2 separate regions of the Mus musculus genome follow, and region 2 is linked to region 1. A link is a contact called in public HiChIP or PLAC-seq data. All regions are on one chromosome and are shown on one strand. Each heading gives the region's core, a stretch centred on a gene start, on an enhancer-like site or on the middle of the called end of the contact. The rest is flanking DNA. Distances are from core to core; before and after follow the strand shown. Region 1 has its middle 34 kb from the start of Tor1aip1. Region 2 overlaps Abl2 (v-abl Abelson murine leukemia viral oncogene 2 (arg, Abelson-related gene)).

Region 1 (3,726 bases), core at 156-2,655:
GGTGGGAAGAGTCAAAAGGATTCTGAAGCATCGGGTGGTGTTGCGGCTGTCAGGGACGAGGGGCCATGCAGGCGGTGTGCTGGACTCCTCCACCACCCTTGGCAGTGGCTGTGGGGCATTTACCCCCACCTGGCTCTCTCTTGACCAGGGGAAGAGTGAGCACAGCCTTGGGAGTGGTCCAAACATGAGGCTTGCTGACTGGGGATGTATTAAGTGTGGGTGGGGTGTCCAGCATCTTGTATGTTGGAAAGTAGGAAGGTGGTTTGTATTTAAAACTCGAATTTAGAGGCTCAAGAGATGGCTTAATAAAGTGCACAAACCTGAGGAGCAGAAATTGGATTCCTGCATCCGCATAACAAGTTGGGCTTCCTGCAAATGACTGAATCTTTACACCCAGGAATCACACACACACACACACACACACATCATTTTCAGAGCTGGGTTGATAGCTCGGTAAAAGCCTGCCTTGGAAGAACAGGCACCTGAGTTCCATCTTGACAACACCCGGTTTTGTTTTGTTTTAAAAAGCTGGGTGTAGAGGCACAGGCTTGTTACCCAGCATGGCGGAAGCAAGGGACACACAAAATCCCTGGGGCTTTGAGAGCCAGCCACCCTAACTACTTGACACGCTCTGGGCCTCAAATAACAAGGTGGACTGTGCCTGAGGAAGGACAGACAGACAGACAGACAGATGGATAGACACACACACCAGAACAAAAGAAAAGTTTGCTCTGAGGATGTTGCCGAACCTGAATTAGTGGGTAGATAGAACCCTAGGATCCACCCCCTCTCCAGTCCCTCGATGCTCAGAATCTAGTGCTGCACGCCGCTGTCTTCCTCAGCTTGGGCCAAAGTGTTTCTTGACTAATTTCCTATTTGATTCTTGTAACTTAGGAAAATGTATTTTCAAGAGTTAGTATATCTTAAGAGCATTTGGCTAGCCACAGTGCAGATGAGTTTGCTTGCAGAGAATGGGGCTTCTTTTTTTGTTTGTTTGTTTGTTTTATTCCAGACAGGGTTTCTCTGTGTAACCCTGGCTGTCCTGGAACTCACTCTGTAGACCAGGCTGGCCTCGAACTCAGAGATCTGCCTGCCTCTGCCTTCCAAGTGCTGGGATTACTGCCTGGCGAGAATGGGGCTTCTTAAACCCTGTCCAGTTACCTACAGTAGAGGAGCCATGTGGTGGTGGTTTTATTTTTGAGTGTTTAAGTTAAAAGGATAGGAAATTACATATGTACCGCCAAACACAAACTGGTAGTAGTCGAGTTTCTATATAATACATTCAACGTTGAGAAGATTAAACACAGCAACAAACAAAACAAAACAAACAATCCCTAAGCCCTGCTATTCAGATAGCCTTCAGCAGACCGGCCAGCAGCGGTGGTGCTGCGAGTGGTGGACGTGTGAACTCTCAGGTTGCAGGAATGACTCAGTGGCTGAGACTGCTCTCTGCTCTTCTAGCAGACATTCTAGTTCAATTCCTATCGAGCACATTTGATGACTCACAACTGTCTAACTCCAGCTCCAGGGGACCTGACACCCTTATGTGTGAGAGTGCGTGCGTGCGTGCTCGCGAGCAAACACACACACACACACACACACGCATGTAAATCAAAGTAAAGTAATTTAAAATTAAAAAAAAAAAAACAACAACAAGCCAGATGAGTTGTTAATTTAGCAATGCTATGGGATTATTTCTTGAGATGTCATCTCAAGCTCTCATTTGGGTTGACGCTAAAATCTGCAAACAACAAAAATAGAGAAGCTGGGGGCTAGAGAGATGGTCCAGGGCTTAGGAGCACTCGCTGTTCTTACAGAGGACCTACGATTGGTTCCTGGTTAGTCCTCTACTCTGTCAGTCTGGGAACTATAAGGAGGGGGTCTGGGGCACAGATTGCTAGACAGAAGTCTGTAGGGGGCAGTGGGAAGTGAGATAGTCGTATGTGGATACTAATGGATGTCTTTTGCCTGGGCACCCTTATGTTGTGGCCTGCTTGAGTCCTCTGCCACCCACCCCACAACTCAGGATCTGTGTGTTCGCAGGCTGGGGGAAAGTAATCCCATCCCACCACTGTCTGGCAAACAGCCGGGCACTCCCAGCTGGGAGTTTTCTTGTTTTCTGACCACGTCTTGTGTCTTGGTCCCATACCCATGGCTGAGTCTCTCCATTGCGAACTCCCTTTTCTTATCTTCGGTATGCTGCCTGCTCAGGTCTCCCCACGCCGTCTCTCAGGGTAGGTTGCAAAGCTATCTTCCGGCCTTTTTTTCCTTTGGAATGTACTTGGAGCAGGGTTTATCTTAGAAGATTTCATGTGGGGAGTAGAGATAAAGACACATCTCATCCAGCCTTGCTTTGAGCTTACAGGGCTCCATTCTTCTGCCAGGACAGGCAGAATAAACCTAGCTTAAAGCTTGTTTTGAAGAGCTAAGTAAGGTAATTCTAACATGAGTGACTTAACCAGCCGGGCATGATGGTGCACGCCTTTAATCCCAGCACTTGGGAAGCAGAGGCAGGCAGATTTCTGAGTTCGAGGCCAGGCTGGTCTACAGAGTGAGTTCCAGGACAGCCAGGGCTACACAGAGAAACCCTGTCTGGAAAAACCAAAAACCAAAAAACAACAACAAAAAAACAACCGAGTTTTAGGAGCCATCAGAAATGTTGGAAGGCTAGTGGTAATGGCCGTTGGACACTGTAAGTTCATGCCATGGGATCCTATGTGCACTTCAAATTGGCTTAAAATGCATATTTTGTGTGACATTTTTTTTCTTTTGCCACTACAAAAAGAAAATACTTTTGAATTCATACAAACTGTGCTGCCTAGCCCTATTTTTTTTCCTTTTAAGGTTCTCCATTAGTTGCTACCAGTTCCTGACTCAGCCTCCTTAGCGGTAGGGCTGAGGGCCGAGAGGAAGGGAGGAGGGACTCAGGTCAAGGAGGAATAGGGCCGGGAGGTTCTCAGTAGCCAGAGGCTGGAGGTCTGCATCTTCTTCATCTGGAACTCTTGGGTGTTCAGAGGACCTTAGAAGATCACGGTGAGGGTTCTAGTTTAGGTTGGTTTTTTTGTTGTTGTTTTTGTTTTTTCAAGACAGGGTTTCTCTGTGTCTGTGTAGTCCTGGCTGTCCTAGAACTCACTCTGTAGACCAGGCTGGCTCGAACTCAGAAATCCACCTGCCTCTGCCGCCCAAGTGCTGGGATAAAAGGCCTGCGCCACCACTTCCCGGCCCACTAGTTTAGTTTTAAGATGTTTATTTGACACAGAACACAATCCTCTGGAGGAGAGCGCTCTTTTGTTAGTTTTAGGACTAAATGCAATTCCCAATAGGTCAAAGAACCCTGGGTCAAGGCAAAAGCCTCCGGCCGTCCCTATGTGGATGAGCAGGAGTAGACACAGGCAGCCAAAGGCCTGAGCTGGAGCCTGAGACCACCTGCTCGGGCACTTGTGTCCTTATGTTTCAGACCCCAAAGGGAAGGTGACCTTAGGTCCTTACTCAAGGTGACCCAGCCACCACACATCTTGTGACCATCCCTATGGAGGCAGGAACTGCCACACCCACTTAAACTCTGGGCAACAGTGCTTTTCAACTCCCAACTCTGCATGGGTGGCGTGTGGTAGGAGGGTTCCACGGTGACAAGATAGAGAAGTGTGATGGCCAAATGTTTCCCTGGGGCCTGGACCAAGTATATCCCCCCCCCTGGGGTCTGCTCATCTTTGGTAAAGGACTGGT
Region 2 (4,063 bases), core at 623-3,122, 550 kb after region 1:
GTCGGCTGTGTAAATTATTTATTACTTACTTTACTAGTTTGTCTCATAAATCATTCTTATTTTAAGGTCTTAAATTTTGTGTACCTTCCCACTTTGTTCACAGTTAGGCTTTTGCCTTTCCAAGTTTCAGCACTCACAGTTGAACACTGTGCCAGGCCATTACCTGTACTGAGCCGCACAGGCCATTTGTTAGGGGAGGCAGTTAGTTGCTCTCCGCTTCTGCCTGTGTTTATGAGTCACGCTGTAGCTATTTCTTTGACTTTAGATTTGTGGTTTCTTGAACTAACTGGAGTGATGTAAAAGATGAGTCTTGTTAGGCGTTTCCTGACTGTTCAAAGTGTTTGGTGGTGTACTGTAAACAGGTTTCTCCAGGGAAACACTGAGCAGTCATGCCCCCTTCTGTCCTCGGGATTGGAAGTTTCTATGCTTACCGACCCTAGCTGATTGTATTGTGAACAGTTACTTCTGTGAGACTGAAATAGCCTCTGCATCACCCCCACCGGATCCCTGAGGTTTTGGAGTGGCTCCACCCTTACTCAGGACTCCGCCCCTGTGGGTTGAACTTGCACTTTGTTCCTTCTGGCCCCTGACTGTGTGAGTAATGTCCCACGTGTATGGCTTGCTGGCCAGAGTGGAATTTTAAGGCTCTTCTATTCAGAACAGTTTAACTTTTCATGCTGCTCGGCCAAAGGCATGGTCCTGGGACCTGTTCAGCTGCCATCAACCAGTTACTGTAGAGACCAGGACACCTTGCTTCCCTGCCTGGGCAGGGATGTCTCGGAGTTCGCTGTGGCCCACGTGACAGGTGTGTTGAGATGAGGCTGGGGTGGGGGTAGACAACACAGTAATGAAATGTGGGTTATCTGCTCCTGTAGTCTCCACTGGGCTCAGTGAGGATTACATGGCTTGTTTGTGTGCTTGTTTATCTTTTCAGTTTTATGGGGAGGGGGGCAGGGTCTCAAAATGTAACCTCCGTTGGTCTGGAACTCAGAGATCTGTCTGCGTCTGCCAGCCAGCACCAGGAGTTAAGGTGTGTGCCACAGCACTGTCTTGTTTTATTTGAGATTGAATCTCACTGTCTGACTGGCTAGCCTAGAATTTGCTGTATAGACCAGGCTGGCTTCAAACTCAGAGAGAGTAGCTAGCCTGTTTTTGCCTCATGAGAACTGAGAGTAAATGTGTGTACCAGCACACCCAACATACTAGACCTTTAATAAATGTGTAATGAATGGAAGAACATGGATAATATGTAAAATGATGTTAAATGGCACATCTTGATTGAAAAACTTAAGCTAAATTGAAAATTACCAAATATATTCCCAACTAAAATAGTTTTTAGAAGAGTTATTAAAAATTCCTAGCCTCTTAGAGCATATACAAAGTAGAATAATGTTAAGTAATATAAAATAATGAAAACACTTTGAGGCAATGATTACTGCCTGACAATCTATAATGAGAATGATTAAAAAAAAAGTAACAATTTAAATATTGAAAATGTGCTTTATAAGCTAAGCATTAAATATCCAAATTTGAATTTGTGTTTCAGTTTTATTATTATAGGTTTTAAGTATGTTGCTGTTTTGTGTGTGTGAGTGTGTGTGTGTGTATTTGTCCTACAAATGATTCAGTAGAAAAGATAACAAATTACTTCTTTATGGTTCTCAAAATATTTCTGTTCCTTAAGTCTTTTACACAGTTCAGTAGAGTTTGGGGTCCTCTGCTGCCTTCTTTCCACATCCTCACGATCTACTGCTATTGCAGTGGGTCAATTAAAAGATTTAGTTAACTTGCATTGTTAAGAAGTTCTAGCCCACACTGACACTGAATTGGGCGCGGTACGTCTGACTCATAGGGCTTGCCTGTCTTAACTAGTGGCGAACATACCATGGACCCTGCTCACTGAGGCTCCAGGGCTTCCTTTGCTTTTGCCGTGCTCTTAGTCTGCCTCTTCTTGTTTCTTTTACTCATCCCTCCGCAGCCTTCCAGCTAAGATCATTCATTAGCTCCGTGCTTAGTCTTGGCCTCAGCGGGAATTTGGGCATTTTTACTTGATGATATTTTCCTTTTGTTTGGTGCTAGAGGGTAGGACCGGCAATGTTTTCTGTGGATATCCTGTGCAGACAGATTGGACAGGAACTTGTTGTACAAGAACAAAGGAGTGGGAAGAAGGAGGAAGGAAGGAGGGAAAGAAGGAAGCTCTGTAAGAGTCAGAGACAGGAGGGGCGGCCAGGCCAGGGAACGGAAAGACAGTCTCCTGGGCTTGGGTTCTGGGCCTTGTCTCTTAGGTACTGCATTTATCTTGTGTTTTTCACTTCATCTCAGGGGTATGTACCAGTGGTTGGCTTTTATTACATTTATTAAATTTTGAAGAAGAGTTTTTTGTGTATGTGTTGATTATATAGTAAATATATTACCTAACTCTCCTGGGACAAGAATACCCAACTCTTCCCATAGCTTTAAATTTTACACAGGATTGTCCTGTGGACTCCGTTCTTTGTACGTTTTGACACCTTGACTTTGGTAGCCCTCTTTTGGACCTGAAGTCCCTCCCTAGAGCAGATGGACCATGTCTAGATATCTCCCTGTATATTGACAGTTGTCAGTGCGGAACTTTGGTTCATCACATTTAAAGAGACATGCAGTGTAAACCGAGCTATGTGTGGCCCCAGGGGGCTTGCTGCTCATCTCTAATAGTGCCTGCTGTGAGTTTGCAAGCCACACATTATCCTTCAGCAAACCTTTTGTTGTGTGCTGGGTAGTTTGTTTGGAGATGGGGTCTTGCTATGTTGTGCTTATGTGATGTGGGACTTAACATCCTCCTCCCTTAGCCTCTGGAGTGCCCGTGTTACAGCCATGTGCCACATGCCGGGGACTTTGGTTGGTTGGTTGGTTTTGGTTTTTGTTATCTTTTTAAAAAAGCCTCTTGTAAATAAGCTCTTGGGGGGGGGGGGCAGCAGCTGTTGTTGTTCTGTGTGTCTGTACTTATTTGTCAATGAACAAATAAGAAACTTCCTGGCCTCAAAACATTGCACCCAAGAGACTTAGGTACTATACATGCATGTAGGAGTATATGCACTTTTGAATAGGATCATCAGAAAATGTCCTCAAAGGTTTACATTTGAGTGAAAAAAAATTTGGGGGGGCGGTTTGAGACAGTGAGTGAAATATCTTTGAGACAACTATTTTAGCCAGAAGAAAAGGCAAGTGGAAAAAAAAAAGTCAGGGTGTGTGCCTGCCCTGTTTAAGCAGTAGTGGGGAGGGTAGTGGTGGGCAGGAAAGCAAGGGTAAGGGAGAAGGTTGACCAGGGCTGGAGAGAGGCCTCATTGGTTGTGAATACTCCCTACTCTAGCCAAGGACTGAAGCTCAGATCCTAGTACCAGGTGGCCTCACTGTGTCTCTAGCTCCAGTGCATCTGCTGCCCTCCTTCCTCCATGGGCACCCATACGTGAGTGCAGAAATGCAGATACAGTCACCTGTAACCCCAGCTCCAGCGGACCTGACGCCCTCTCCCTTCACGGGCACCCATACATAAATTAAGTTTTAAAAATCTTAAACAACAAAACAAACTGCTGTGTGATGGTGCACACCTCAGCTCCAGCAGTGGGGAAAGGAGAGAGGGAAGTGGACCTCTGTGAGTTCAAGACCAGGAGGCTCTACAGAGTGAATGAGACCCTGTCTGGAAGAAAGGAAGAAAGGAAGGAAGAAAGAATTGGGCAAATTAACCTATAAGGGACCTGAAAGGCCCTTTAAAGATTTGATTTTTACTGTAAGTTTGGGACCAATGAAGAATTTTAAATATAGAGTTACAAAATATGACCTTTTTTTTACAATTTAAAAGGAGTAAGTATAGACACACAGAGATCAGTACCTAGTGAAGGAAGCAGTGTTAAGTGACAAGGATGAGTGAGAAATGGATAGATTTCAGGTGTTTTAAAATTTCTCATAAACTAGGCAGTGGTGGTGTACAACTTTAATCCCCGCACTTGGGGAAGAAGAGGCAGGTGGATCTGTGAGTTCAAAGCCAGCCTGTTCTACAGAGCAAGTTGTAGGATAGCCAGGGATA

The links. HiChIP or PLAC-seq counts read pairs in DNA pulled down with a chosen protein or histone mark.
Region 2: a contact with region 1 is called in an H3K27ac HiChIP or PLAC-seq map of extraembryonic endoderm stem cells. The contact joins two enhancer-like sites. A contact is called at or near these places in 14 of 484 Hi-C or Micro-C datasets (the BV-2 cell line, the CH12 cell line, the G1E-ER4 cell line and 11 more) and 12 of 115 datasets of contacts at active chromatin or transcription factors (the NIH/3T3 cell line, the SCID.adh cell line, T-cell acute lymphoblastic leukemia and 8 more).

What each region holds. Positions count from the first base shown.
Region 1 is chr1:156,068,881-156,072,606 of GRCm38.p6, forward strand. No RefSeq gene overlaps it. Among named protein-coding and RNA genes, the nearest start is that of Tor1aip1, 34 kb to the left of the region's middle. Within about 2 kb of position 1,406, at least 44 of the 459 cell types and tissues checked have an H3K27ac peak or open chromatin away from gene starts, as enhancers often do. A contact at or near this core is called in the NIH/3T3 cell line, embryonic fibroblasts, extraembryonic endoderm stem cells and 2 more, where this site is marked.
Region 2 is chr1:156,615,254-156,619,316 of GRCm38.p6, forward strand. The region is part of intron 1 of Abl2 (v-abl Abelson murine leukemia viral oncogene 2 (arg, Abelson-related gene)); the gene reads left to right. Among named protein-coding and RNA genes, the nearest start is that of Tor3a, 57 kb to the right of the region's middle. Within about 2 kb of position 1,873, at least 152 of the 459 cell types and tissues checked have an H3K27ac peak or open chromatin away from gene starts, as enhancers often do. A contact at or near this core is called in the NIH/3T3 cell line, embryonic fibroblasts, extraembryonic endoderm stem cells and 2 more, where this site is marked.